Linked DNA regions of Sus scrofa: region 1 is linked to region 2. The links are chromatin contacts, called in public HiChIP or PLAC-seq maps. All regions are on one chromosome and are shown on one strand. Each heading gives the region's core, a stretch centred on a gene start, on an enhancer-like site or on the middle of the called end of the contact. The rest is flanking DNA. Distances are from core to core; before and after follow the strand shown.

Region 1 (6,980 bases), core at 3,960-6,459, 310 kb before region 2:
AAGTCAAGAAAAGGAAAGGAAAATCATTTCAATTCCCACCGCTTCCTTGGGTTTCCTTAGGAACAGATGATTACTGCCAAAACAAGTGAGTGGGTGATGAATGGGTGGGCTTGATAAGATGGAGCCCGTGCTAACAGAGGGGAAGCAGTGTGTAGAAGGATGGTCCCTGGGTTAAGAGTCTATGGCTCTTCACAGGCCCATAGGAAAGAGAGAAGAAGAGAAGAAGGAATGAAGAGAGACAGAGAGAGAGAGGCTCCAAGCTGTTTTCCACAGGCTTCTATTCTTGTTTTCAGGTGAGGTCCTGGCCTGGCAAAGGTAGGATGGGCAGAGGGAACTGCTGTAGGCAGGGGGTGGACACGAGTGCCTCTTTTCTTTGTACCCTGAGCATCCAGGTGAGGTGAGAACCAAATCAGGCACAGACATAGTGTCTCCATAAATCTAAAATAAGGGATTGGAAGCAAAAACTTCAGCTGGAAAAACTGTTTATATGGTCGAGTTCATGCCAAGAAGCTCTACTAGCTAATTGTTTTCCACCAAATCAATCAAGTGAATCAAGCTGACCAAAACTGACCAAATAGTCTGCTCAGTTTTTTTTTTTTTTTTTTTTTTTTGGCTATTTCTTGGGCCGTTCCTGTGGCATATGGAGGTTCCCAGACTAGGGGTCGAATCGGAGCTGTAGCCACTGGCCTACGCCAGAGCCACAGCAACGCAGGATCCGAGCCGAGTCTGCAACCTACACCACAGCTCACGGCAACGCCGGATCCTTAACCCACTGAGCAAGGGCAGGGACCGAACCCGCAACCTCATGGTTCCTAGTCAGATTCGTCAACCACTGCGCAACGACGGGAACTCCTGTATAATAGTATGCTCAGTTTTAATGTTAATGTACATAATAACTTCCCTCTGGGCTCTGGTTATTCTATTAGTAGTATTTCTATGTATAATGACTATTGCTTACATAATAACAACACTAACAAAATCATTTCTAGGACTAGCTTCTCTGGTTCTGGATGACTTCATCCCTACACTCAACTCCAAAACTAGTTCAGAGCTAGAAGGAGAGCTGGAGTCCTCTTTTTTATTTCAATCTTTGACATTTTGGCAAAGGATAGGGATATGCCTATCTGCAACATGGAAATTGCTAACCAGGGTGGGCTTTACAAATTGGTCCAACTGGTGTAGCACCTGAAATTGGAATCAGACCCACATGAAGCCACTTCTGACCAGCATCCTAATTCCTAATCTTTTCACGCTAGCTGGATATTCTTCAAGTCTTCTGGGTTCCATGGATTTGGCTCGATTTCCATTTTCCCTCCCATACTAGCCTCACTCCACCCCTCCCATTCTCATCCTTGCTCAGTATAAAGGCTTATTTTCAGGACTCCATGTTTATTTCTTCTCTTTGCTTAGATGGGTTTGTTCCTCTCCCTGCTTGGGTCTTGATCTTGCCATTACATGTGAGGATATATGATGCAAACCAGCTAAATCTATGTAAGAGCCCCCAATTTGGGAAACAGCAACTGTCTCAACCTCAGGTGTAAGCTCTTCTCTAAACTCAGCCTAAGCTCTGCATTCCTACTTCAGGGCCCATACCAATAGGCTGTGGGCTTTTGATAAAGTCTGTCTCAATTCAGATCAGAGTTATTTGCAAGTTGCTAAAGGTGCTCAAGTACTACTACTCAGTCATTGGACATGGGCATTGCCTGAGGGGGTAGGAGGTGGACCTGGGACTTGAGCATCAAGAGGTGATTTTAACTAGAGTGTTGTTAAATTCCTCCAGCACTGAGATCCTGAGTCAGTTAACTTCATTCCTTTGAATTTCAATTTCCTCATCTCTAAAATGGAGATAACTCTTCCTGTCCTACCAACCTCACAGAGCTATGGGGTGTTGATTTGATGGCCACCCAGGTGGCAACCTGTCATGGTCGAATTGCCCCTGTGTTCTGAGTGCTAGATGTTGAAAGGTAGTTGAAGTATATGGAATACTCCATGGATGTATAAGGCTTAGACAATGTATTAGAATCACCCCAGATAGGAGTTCCTGCCATGGTGCAGAGGAAACGAATCCAGCTAGGAACCATGAGGTTACGGGTTCAATCCCTGGCCTCGCTCATTGGGTTAAGGATCCAGCATTGCCATGAGCTGTAGGTCACAGATGTGGCTTGGATCCTGTGTTGCGTTGCTGTGGCTGTGGCATAGGCTGGCGGCTGTAGCTCCGATTAGACCCCTAGCCTAGGAACATCCACATGCCATGGGTGTGGCCCTAAAAACAGACAAAAGACAAAAAAAAAAAAAAAAAGAATCACCCCAGACCCAGAATCAGCACCTCTCTGGGGGTGGAGGGACAACTCCAGGGAATGATGTCATATTGTGCTCTGGGCCTGAGGAGGAGGGAAGATGGAAGAGGAAATTGTAGTCTGATTCCTTGGTTTGAGGAAGGGTGTCTTGCTCTATTCCTAGGAGTTTCAAACCAACTAGGAAATCAGTTTTTGAGATCATTTCATTTAAATGTCATTTGGCTGTGTAACTTCTACCTGTATAACTTCTATCCCCAGCCCACAAAATAGTCCTAAGCTTCTGTCACTACTAAATGCTCTTCATTTTCTATCTTATTATTATCCTTTCTGTCCCTCAACCAACTTTCTAAGAACCTCTTCCCTTCCTCAGACTGTCAGCAATCAGCTCACTCAGGATTCCAACTTTGGACAAATTCCTGGAACTTGAAACTCACATGAGAGAGGAATGAAGAAAGATTTATTTATCCCAGGATTTCTGCCTGATTTATTTGCCCCTAATTTCATTCTGGGACCAGGCAAGGGGCAGGCCTCATTTTCCTGGCAGCCCAACTCCACTGCATCTTTCCTTCTACCCAGGCATCCATCCAGCTGAGGGTCAAGGACGACAACTCATTGGAGGGACAAAGCAGGTGGCCCTGGCCTAGGTTCAGCCCTAGGGACTTTCTTCTTTCTAAAACTTCCAAGAATCTCCATCTGTCAGTTCTTGGCAGATGACTTGTCCCCCTTTCCCTTTTCTACCTAAAACTAAACCTCCCTTTCTTCTGACATACAATGTAAAATACTCCTGCTGGAGTTGGACCAAGAAATCTTTGGGAAGTTATCTAGGGTATATTTCTGTGTCCAAAAGGTAAATCCCCAGCTTCTTAACCTCCAAAGTAGATTGTTTAAGTCCCCTATTGAAAGAATCTGGGACTACTTTCTTATACCATATAAAAAATTAACTCAAAATGAATTAAATACTTAAATGTAAGGCCTGAAATCATAAAATTCCTAGAATGAAATATAGGCACTTTGATTTTGGTCTTAGCAATATTTTTTTACATATGTCTCCTCAGGTAGAGGAAACAAAAGCAAAAATAAACAAATGGGACTGCATCAAACTACAACACTTTTGCAAAGTGAAGGTAACAAAACAAAAAAGCAGCCTACTAAAAGGGAGAAGATATTTGCAAACAACGTATCTGAAAGCAGGTTATTATCCAAAATATGCAAAAAAACTCATATAACTCAACATCAAAAAAAAAAAAAAAGAAAAAACCTGATTAAAAAGCAGACAGAAGGCTTGAATAGATATTTTCCCAAAAATGCTTACAGATGGTCAACACACACATGAAAAGATGTTCAACATTACTAATCATCAGGAAAATGCAAGTCAAAATCACAGTGAGATACTACCTCACACCTGTCAGAATGGCTATTATCAAGAAGACAAAAAATAACAAGTGTTGGTTAGGATGTAGAGAAAAGAGAGCCCTTGTGCACTGTTGGAGGGATTGTAAACTGGTGCAGCCACTGTGGGAAACACTATGGAAGTTCCATTATAAAATAAAAATAGAACTACATCATAATCCACTATTTACATTTCTGGGTATTTACTATCTAATTCTGAAAGCTATATGCATTCCTATGTTCAAAGAAGCATTATTTATAATAGCCAAGATGTGGAAGCACCCTAAGTGTCCATCAATAGATAAAAGCTTAAAGATGTAGGATGTGTGTGTATGTGTAATGAAATATTAGCCATTAAAAAAAAAACCTTGCAATTTGTGACAATAGGGATATACCTTGAGGGTATTATGCTAAGTGAAATAATTTGGACAGAGAAAGATAAATGCTATAAGATTTCACTTATAGGTGGAATCTCAAATACAAAACAAATGAACAAATGTAACAAACAAGAAGGAGGTTCATAGGGACAGAAAGTAAATCAGAGTGGTGGGGAGTGGGAGATGAATGAAATAGGTGGGGGTGATTAAGAAGACAAATTTCCAGTTATAAAATACATAGATCATGATTAGGCATATGGTCATAAATATTGTAACAACTTTGCATGCTGACACATGGTAACTAGAATTATTGTGGTGATCATTTTGTAAAGTGTAAACGTACCATATCACTATGTTGTACACCCGAAAGTAATATAATATTGTAAGTCAATTGCACTTTAATGAAAAAAGAAAGAAAGAAAGGGAGGAAGGAAGGAAGAAAGAATGTATGAATGAATGAATGAATCTGGGAACGTCCACCTCTGATCTCTGACCACCAGCCTAGAGCCCTGGGTCTTCAAATCTGCATATTCTGGAATTCTGGATAGGGAGGCCTGTGCCAGGATGTGAAGCCAGTCCTTAGTAGGCCAGATGTGGCAAAGAAACCTTTGGCAAATAGCCATCCCAGCAGCACAGGTCCAGGGAAGAATTTTCAGAGCTGGTTCAGAGAAGGAAGGTCTAAATGCCCTTTTCTAGTCCCTCTAGGAAGCCAGACTCTCTGGCTCCCAATCTGCCTGCCTCCTGTTACCACTTCCCCATCTATCCTGGTAATGATGTAGAATAACATTTGAGTCTTGTTACTTGCCTGCAGAATGTGGGGCTATATGGATATCCTGTGGATTATCTCTGGAAGATAACCTCCCTGTCCCCTCATCCTTCAGGGAAGAATGGAAGAGCTGGATATGGCTGGGAATTCCACTTTCTAGGAACAAGGCTGGTAGAGGAAGCTAAGCCTCTCTACCACTGTGTGGCACTATTTACCCACTTTTCCATGCAAAACTAACAGCAGCTGTGTTGTAAAGCAAACTGGATTTAAAATTCCGAAAATTTTCAGGGATTTTCTTCTGACTCGGTTACTAATACCACAAAGATGCTTGGGCAAATCTCTTGCCTTCTGTGAATCTCAGTTCCTCATTTTGTGAACTGGGAAGCAGACGGGAGCAGTCCCTAAAATCTCTTCCAGCTTCATTATTCAGCAAGTATATGAGTATACTCCAACAGTCATACAAGTGATGCAATTTTGGGCCTTTGGGCCACTAAGGATGAGTATAGCAAAAAGCACAAGGGCCAAAATATGTGTGTGGAGTTGAGGTCAAGGAGGACAGGGGTCATGGAAGCAGGAGGACTTTGCAACACATGGACAAAGTTTTCTCCTGAGCCTTCCATGGTACAAGGGAAAAGATGAGAAAGCCATTCATTTGCAAGTAAACACTGACTGACCACAAATTTGGTGCTGGGCACTATATGATGGAGATAAGGCTATAGTGATGAGTGGTAGTGGAGTGGGTGGTAGGTGGGACAGCAAGGTGAATAAATCCCAAAAGTATTTACCAGCCAGTGGGGAAGTAGATGAGTAAACAATCAATCAGCACACAAGGAAGGATGGAATCCACACACAAAATGGAATTATTAATGGCTGGGAAGAGGGAAAGGAATGAGGAATAAATTTTGACAGGATGGTAAGGAAGATCTGACAGAGAAGGAACAATTTTAGTTGGGCTTTGAAAGATGAATAGATGTGATGGTGATGGCAGTGGTAATATATGTGTAGTTTGGGAAAGGGAGCGCAGGGCTGGGGGAGGAAAGGCAGGCATTCTTGGCAGAAGGAATGGCTTAGGGAAAGATAGTATGATGGGTTCATTTATGCAATTTGGATATAGTAATCTCAGGTGACAAGAGGAAAGGAGTTTGCATAAATGGTTTGGGGCCCATTTCTGGGTTTACAGAGCCCTTTTGTATGCCCAGCTGTATAGAGTGTAGAGGACAAATTCCCAAGATATGGATATGATACTAGTTCTCTAGCTTGGGGAAGGCAAGACCCACTCATTCACACATATAGAAGTTTACCAAAGAACAGTTAGGTGAATGGATCAAGAAGGCCTGACTAGATCAAAGGAAGGTGTACCTGGGAGGGCACACTGAAGGAGCATGGTCTTCCTGTAGAGAGTGTTCACCCTCCTACTTTCCCCTGCAACACAGATGGTAGAGGTTTTAAAGATCTAACCTATGAGGAACAGGAAGAAGCCCTGTCTCAAGAATGGGACAACCATTCTATGAGAACTGGCTAACGGTTCTTGCTATAGCTGCATTGATAGGGCTAGTTATCAGTTTGTTTCCAGTTAAATCTCATTAATCAGGAGCAAATAGCAAAAGGGTTGAGGATCTGGCATCAGTCCAGTTAAGGTGACAAAGCCCATAAGATTTAGGTCTTATGGAAAGTTCCGTTCTCTGAGAAATGAGAGATCTGGAAACCATGACAGTTTTGTTTTCTCAGTTACTGATGACTGCCCACTCTGGGCCAGACACATGGCTGGAGGGGGAATGCTGGTGGGGGTGGTTGTAAAGAAATATCAGATATGGCTTAGCCCTTGGGGGATTCACAGTTTAGATTGATACAGTAGGTATAATAAGGGCCTTCCAAAGATTTCCATATACTAATCCCTGGAACCTGTGAATATGTTATATTACATGGCAAAGGAAAATTAACATTGCAGATGAAATTAAGATTGCTAATCAGATGATCATAAAATAGAAAGATTTTCCTGGATTATCCACATGGGCCCAATGCCATCAGAGTCTTTAAAGTGGAGGAGAGGCAGAAAAAGATCAGAATGATGAGGTTTGAGAAGGACTCCACTTGCTATCTTTGAAGACAGAGGAAAGGGGCTAAGAGCCAAAGAATATAAGTGGCCTCTAG
Region 2 (6,388 bases), core at 3,165-5,664:
ATTGCTTTATGAAATAAATTAGGTATAAAAGCACTGGATGACTAGATGATCTAGAACTTCAATATTAATCTTTGGCCAAAAATGAGGCAGAGACTACCCTCTGTATCCCCAGGAAAAGTCCAATTCCAGAATCCTTCTAGGGAAGTCAGCAGAAATATATACGTGATAGGTAGGCAAAATATTTTCTGAAGAAGCTAGGGAAACTATGACTTATGGAAATCCAGTAGGACTGTGCACTCCATTATAACATTATCAGAAAAAGCAATAATATTAGCAACACTGAAACTCAGAGCAATAGCTAGATTATCAAGATCCATAAGAACAAGAGCAAAAATATCAATAAGAACAAAAACATCAGTCACATCAACAGACAGTATAAAGACAGAGTATGATAAGAGCATCTCAGAGTTTTTGTACTTGCTCTTTCAAGAAGACAGTAACATCAGGCTCAAGGATACTTGTTATCTCTGTCATGCTCTAAAGTGAGAAACCACATTCACCCTCAAGAGACATAGAATGGAGAATAAAGTGTAGCCCCATCAAAATCCAGTACGCCACTGGGGAGACACCATTCACTGTGAGGAAAACCATAATCCCAAGCAAGCATTGCTCCAAACAGTTGTATGAGGACAAATTCAAAAAATTTGGAGAAGTATTCTATTTCATATGGTCTATATGCCCACATTTACACCCTTTCCAGGCTTAACTGAGAAACACATCTAGGCCTGAGACATAAGAAATTCTCCTAATACAGAAAAGAGTTTAGGTTGTGGTGGGTGGCTCTGGCCTGAACAATTTCTAATTATGACACTTTATAACAAATAAAATGACATTTACTTGAATTGACTCTTAATTTTAAGACCTTAAAACTTAAGGGACAGAAGAATATAAGACTTCAAATTCTCCAAGACTCATGGCTCTCTGGCTGATGAGAGCTTTGTGATGCGACTTAAGGCTGAGCTGTGATTGGGTCTGGACTGTGGTAAGCTTGGAGGTTAAGGCTGCTCCAGGAGGAAGTTTAAACCCATAGCCACTCTAGGAAGATGTGGGGGCTGAGGCTGTCCCAATTTGTCAATGTTTCTCTTAGAGTGTGGTGATGATAATGGAAAACCTTCTGTTGTCTGACCAGGGCTAAATAGACAAAGACCGTCACCTTCCTCATTCTGGACACTGCATTTTTGTCATTGCAGTCAATGATGGCTTTAGTTTTTTGCCACCACCTTTCACAATTGACACATACTGAGCTCAATGTCCACTGGAATCCCAGTATATTATGTATGCTGCTTCTAAGCTATATCTCCTGAATTGTCCTTCTCCATGGATAGTGTCAGCAGCACATCAATTCATTCTTCTGTTTTTGTCTCCTCTTTCCCTAGCTTCCACGGAGATTACCCCCCTCAATCTCCTCTCTGTTATGACAACATAACAGTAACTTCATCCAAATCACAACATCATTGAATATTTTACTATTTTCCTATACCAAATTCCATTCCTGCTATTCTTTCTTAAGCTTTGGACTTGGATCACAACCTGGTTCTTTGATTGAGACTTGAGACACATCTGATTTCCATCACACCCGTAATGTGTCCAAATTCTTTTTTCAGGCTATTTGTGAAAGTCTAAGCTCATATGTTTCTTTTTGATTATGTTTGGGTAATTTTCCAAACAGAATCAAATTTGGCCTCTTCATGAGCAAGTAGAGATGGGGTTGGTTGGGAGATGTTCTCCTTGTGGGATTCATGATAAATATCCAAGATTCAACTCCTCCAGAGTTTATAATAATCAGCTCTTATATACCATTTCATTTAGTCACTATGAGTCTAGTGAGATAAACATTGTCACCTGTTTATTGATGACAAGATTTAGAGAGACTAAGAGTTGTATTTTAGAGTTACATGACTAGTTGTGAGTAGAGCTGAACACAGAAATTCTCTTGACTCCAAATGCAGGGCTTTTCTGCCTTTTCATTTTACTTTACCTAAAATTTGGTGGGACCTCCCACCTATGAAACTCCTGCCATAGCTATCCTCTTTCTGACTATTTCTGAGGACCTAACAGAAGGAATAAAATATACCAGTTGCAAAAATCACATGGTACCTTGTCCAGACCTGAAGTAGAAGAGAGAAGGAGCTAGCCTAATTACTTTGGTGTTGTGGCCAATGAGGTGACCTGGTCATAGTGGTGAGGAGAGAGATTTTGCCAGACTACTAATAAGGACTCTTTGCCAGGGACTCATGATGCCATGAGAAAGGCATCAGTGAACAGTGAACTAAAACAATTTTTTGCCTTTATGAGTTTTCTAGGGTTGCCATAACAAGTAGTACAGACTGGGTAGCTTAAAAAACAAAATTTTATTTTATTACAGTTCTGGAGGTTAGAACTTTAAGATTAAGGGGTCAGAAGATTTTATTTCTCCCCAGGACCCTTTCCTTGCTTACAGATGGCTACCTTGTCACTGATCCCTCACATGATTTTCCTACACATGAATACATCCCTGGTGTCTCTTTTTGTGTCCAATATTTTTCTTCTTACAAGCACACCAGTTATATTTGTTTAAAGTCCCTTATAATGGCCACATTTTAACTTAATAACTTCTTTAAATTTTCTATAGTCACATTCTGATATACTAGGGGTTCAACATATGAATTTTAGGAGGACATAACTCATAACACTATACTAAGTTCCTCAGAGCTTGAACTGAACCTAGTCCTCCTTTTAATTTTAAATAAATAAAGATCAGCTGCATAAAGGGGCATATAAATAAGATATTTTTGAGAAGAAGGATGTTCAGTGAGAGGTGTCAAGATATTGATTGCCATCTAATAGCTACATCTCTTCCCTTCAGCTTCCAATTCCTCCACCTCTAGAACTAGAATTTCAGGGTTTCTTGGCAACCCCTCATTTCCCTTCTGTTAGCAAAATCTTGTTTTTCTTGCAGAATTGTCTCTTTTTTTATTTTTGGCTGATATTTAATCCTTTGAGAAAGTTTGAGCTCTTGACATTCTATAAACAACTATACAAAATAAAAATTTGGTCTATATTTATATATCTTTGATCTAAAATTGGACAATTCTATCTTTAGGCAGTGGTAATCATAAATATGATGGACATAGATTTCAGACTTCCTAGCATAGCTTCATATCTAATAGTTGTTCCTATTGTTCCAATAACTAATTGCACATTTGTTAGACTCTTCAAATATGGATCCAGAAAATATACTTCTGGGAATTGCTAAATGAATTTTTCTACTACCTTCAATAACTTTTCCTTGTTTTGGGGGACAAATTCTAAACTCAGCATGATATTCTAGGTTCTCAGCTATATGGACCTGTACATCTATCCAGTTTCGTCTACTGCCACTTTTTTCAACATAAATTTTGCTCTCAAATCATACAGAATTCTAGTCACTCCAAATTACCTATTTCACACACATGCATATATATATATATACACATGATATTTTAGAATACTATTCTTGAATGACTATGATACCCTTCTTCCCACCCTTACCTGCAAACTGCCAGTTATCCTCTTATTTATCCTCAAGTCTCATTTAAAATTGTCTCTATGAAACTGCTCCTGCCCTCCTCAGAAAGTTGATCACTCTTGTTTTGCCGCTGTAGTTTATACATACTATATTACACATTATACATGCTATACTATAGCTTATACATATTGCATTACATATTATATTTGAATATATTATGGTAATGAGCACTTTGGCCAAATTGTAACAGTCTGTTTATTTGGCTATCTTCCCCACTAGACAGAAACCTGACTCAGAGTAATAACTCATGTGTTTGTTAAATTAGTTAATGAAAAATAGGCAAAGGACATTGCCAAGGATGTGTATCTTCCCTATCTCACTCTCCAACATGATCAACATGATTTTTGTGATTAAGATGGTGATATTGGACTGAAGTAGAGCTAGGTATAGGTAAAACTAGGCTCCTAACCTATTTACCGGTTATAGTATGTGATCTTATTTGAGCTGAATTACTGATGCTGGGCCCTAAGAAGACGAGTCCAAGTTGTAAAATTAAACTAAACTTCAAAAGGTATAAGTAGTTGAAGGGAAAGCAGGATGACTTGAAATACATGTTCCCAGACAGATAAGGGTCATTTTGAGAGATTAAGAGAATCTGGTTCCTCCTACCCCCATCACCTGAGGCCCCCATCCCAGGGTCCCTGAGAGACCAGACTATTGCCACAGTGGTGGAGAAATGCCAGCTTGGAAATTGCCACACATACGCTTTGAGGAGGTAATATGGGGGTGGGGGTAGGGTGGAGAAAGAATGGTACAGAGGCACTGATGCAAAAGCCAACTGTCATTCTTGAGCAACCAAGGTGGTATGGGCTAAAAGTCCGACTACTGTTTTTGGGACTTCCTTTTAACAATGACTCTGCAGTGAGTAACTGCTGGGGAGGCAGTTACAGAAGCCACCTCAGGCCAAGCCTGGGCTAGGGGTGGTGGTAGATAAGCCACCCACTCATAAGTTCCCACCCCATCCTACTTTCCTTCTTCACATCTATTATTACATCAGATCTGAAAGCAGCCCTGTATTGTAGGCAGAGCAAAGATTATGACCTTTGTTTTACACATGAGGATATTGAGGCCCAGAGAAGTAGACCATAAGGAAGCCTATTTCCCTACTCAACTGCTAAACTATACTTACCTAATTGTCCCTCCATGTCAAGACCTTGATCTCTGCTCTTGCTAGAGTCTCATGTCCATGTGACTCAATAGTTCTCTGGCCTTTCCATGCCTTCAACTTCTCAATTTCAGCCTAAGCATAATAGTTACCTCAATAATGTCAACTTCTCTCATCCTGACTTAAGTTGGGTCAGAGGCAGGAGTCATTTACTTACTAAATATTATTTAATGTCTTCTACCATGTGCCAGGTAATATGCTAAGCACTAGCAAATATATCAGTGAATAAAACACCATTCCTATTTATCTCAAAGAACTCACAGTCACAAATGCAGACTCCAGAACCAGGGAGGTGATCAGTAAAAAACAAGTAAATTGACCCCAAAATAAACTATTCCAAATGGTAGTAAGTACTAGGGAGGAAATTAATATGGTTTTGACTATGTGAGAGAAAAGAGGTAAGGAGAGCTACTTTACCTTGAGTTGGAAGGGAGGCCATTCCAGGAGAGGATATTTTAAGCTAAGACTTGAAGGATGAAAAAGAGTAAACCATGGATTGAAGAGAAGTTCCATGGTCCAGAGCTAAGAAAGAGCCAGAATTGTACATAATCCACCTAACTAGGGTTGATAGCCATCTGGAGGCAGTGTAGTATGCAGGAATGGCACTGGATGCACCCTTAGGAATCCCTTTACTATTAGAACCATTGCTGCTAAAAGTTTTTTTAAATGGTGCAGAGAAGAACTGGCATTTACTAAGTGGCTACTGTGTGCCAGGAACAAGCCAATCCCTTTCCCACATTTTTTAAAATTTTTTTTCAGTCCCAGCATTCTTATCTCCATAACAAGGAAGTGAAGATATTTGGTCCCTAAGGGCTTTTATAGCTCAGAGAGATTAACTAGTCCATGACCGCTATATTCCTGTTAGAAATCTAAAGCCTTGGAAGATGAAGCATTTTTGCCTCAGGTTGTCCAATGAATAAGTACATTATTCTTCAACTCCAGGCCTGATCAACTGGGGCAAGACTAAGACAGTCTCATCTCAACTAAAAATTAAGTGGACCCATCAGAATTTTGGCACTGCCCAGGAAGAAGATAGGCATAGGGAGACTCCATCTTGGAAGCAGAGGGAGGAAGTCATTTGTGAGCCCTTTGACAGTATGGTTTTGCCTTTAGATGCCAGCAAAGCTTTTCTTAGCAGCAGATATTTACAGGAAGAGCAGAAACTGCAGCACAGTGTTTTGGATAGATAAGCCTTATCTTGGTTGAGGCAGAGGCATTGTAAAGGGGTTAGATATAAAGTCCAAAATCTTTGTGCTTTCATGGGAGAAGACTTGGTGAAAGTTTCAAATTCATTTTCATTTGCTTTCTATAGACCTCTTTTCTTCTTCTCCTCCTCTTCTTCCTCCCCCTTCTTTTCTCTGCAAACCCAAAGTGCTGTACCAATTTATAACCTCAGGCTCAGGCTCAGGCTCAGGTTTACCTTAGTGCTAGTCTTAATATCTATCCATGCTTGAGAAAGAATAGAAGATAAAGGAGAGAAGGAGAGAAAAATGAGAGAGAAAAGAAGGAAGAGAAGATGAGAGAGGAATGTGTAGAAGAAAAAATGAAAAAAAAATGGGAGAGGAGTACAGGGGAAAGAAAGAGAGGGTAATTCTTCTCTTTTACTACTATGTTCACCAATCCTGCCTCACTATGAAACCAACTTCACTGGGTTCTAAGGCTTATCCCATTGATAA

What was found. HiChIP or PLAC-seq counts read pairs in DNA pulled down with a chosen protein or histone mark.
Region 1: an H3K27ac HiChIP or PLAC-seq map of alveolar macrophages shows a contact between it and region 2. The contact joins two enhancer-like sites. A contact is called at or near these places in 1 of 47 Hi-C or Micro-C datasets (alveolar macrophages) and 1 of 2 datasets of contacts at active chromatin or transcription factors (alveolar macrophages).

Annotation. Positions count from the first base shown.
Region 1 is chrX:51,835,047-51,842,026 of Sscrofa11.1, forward strand. No RefSeq gene overlaps it. Among named protein-coding and RNA genes, the nearest start is that of MSN, 65 kb to the right of the region's middle. Within about 2 kb of position 5,210, at least 2 of the 83 cell types and tissues checked have an H3K27ac peak or open chromatin away from gene starts, as enhancers often do. A contact at or near this core is called in alveolar macrophages, where this site is marked.
Region 2 is chrX:52,149,602-52,155,989 of Sscrofa11.1, forward strand. No RefSeq gene overlaps it. Among named protein-coding and RNA genes, the nearest start is that of VSIG4, 46 kb to the right of the region's middle. Within about 2 kb of position 4,415, at least 2 of the 83 cell types and tissues checked have an H3K27ac peak or open chromatin away from gene starts, as enhancers often do. A contact at or near this core is called in alveolar macrophages, where this site is marked.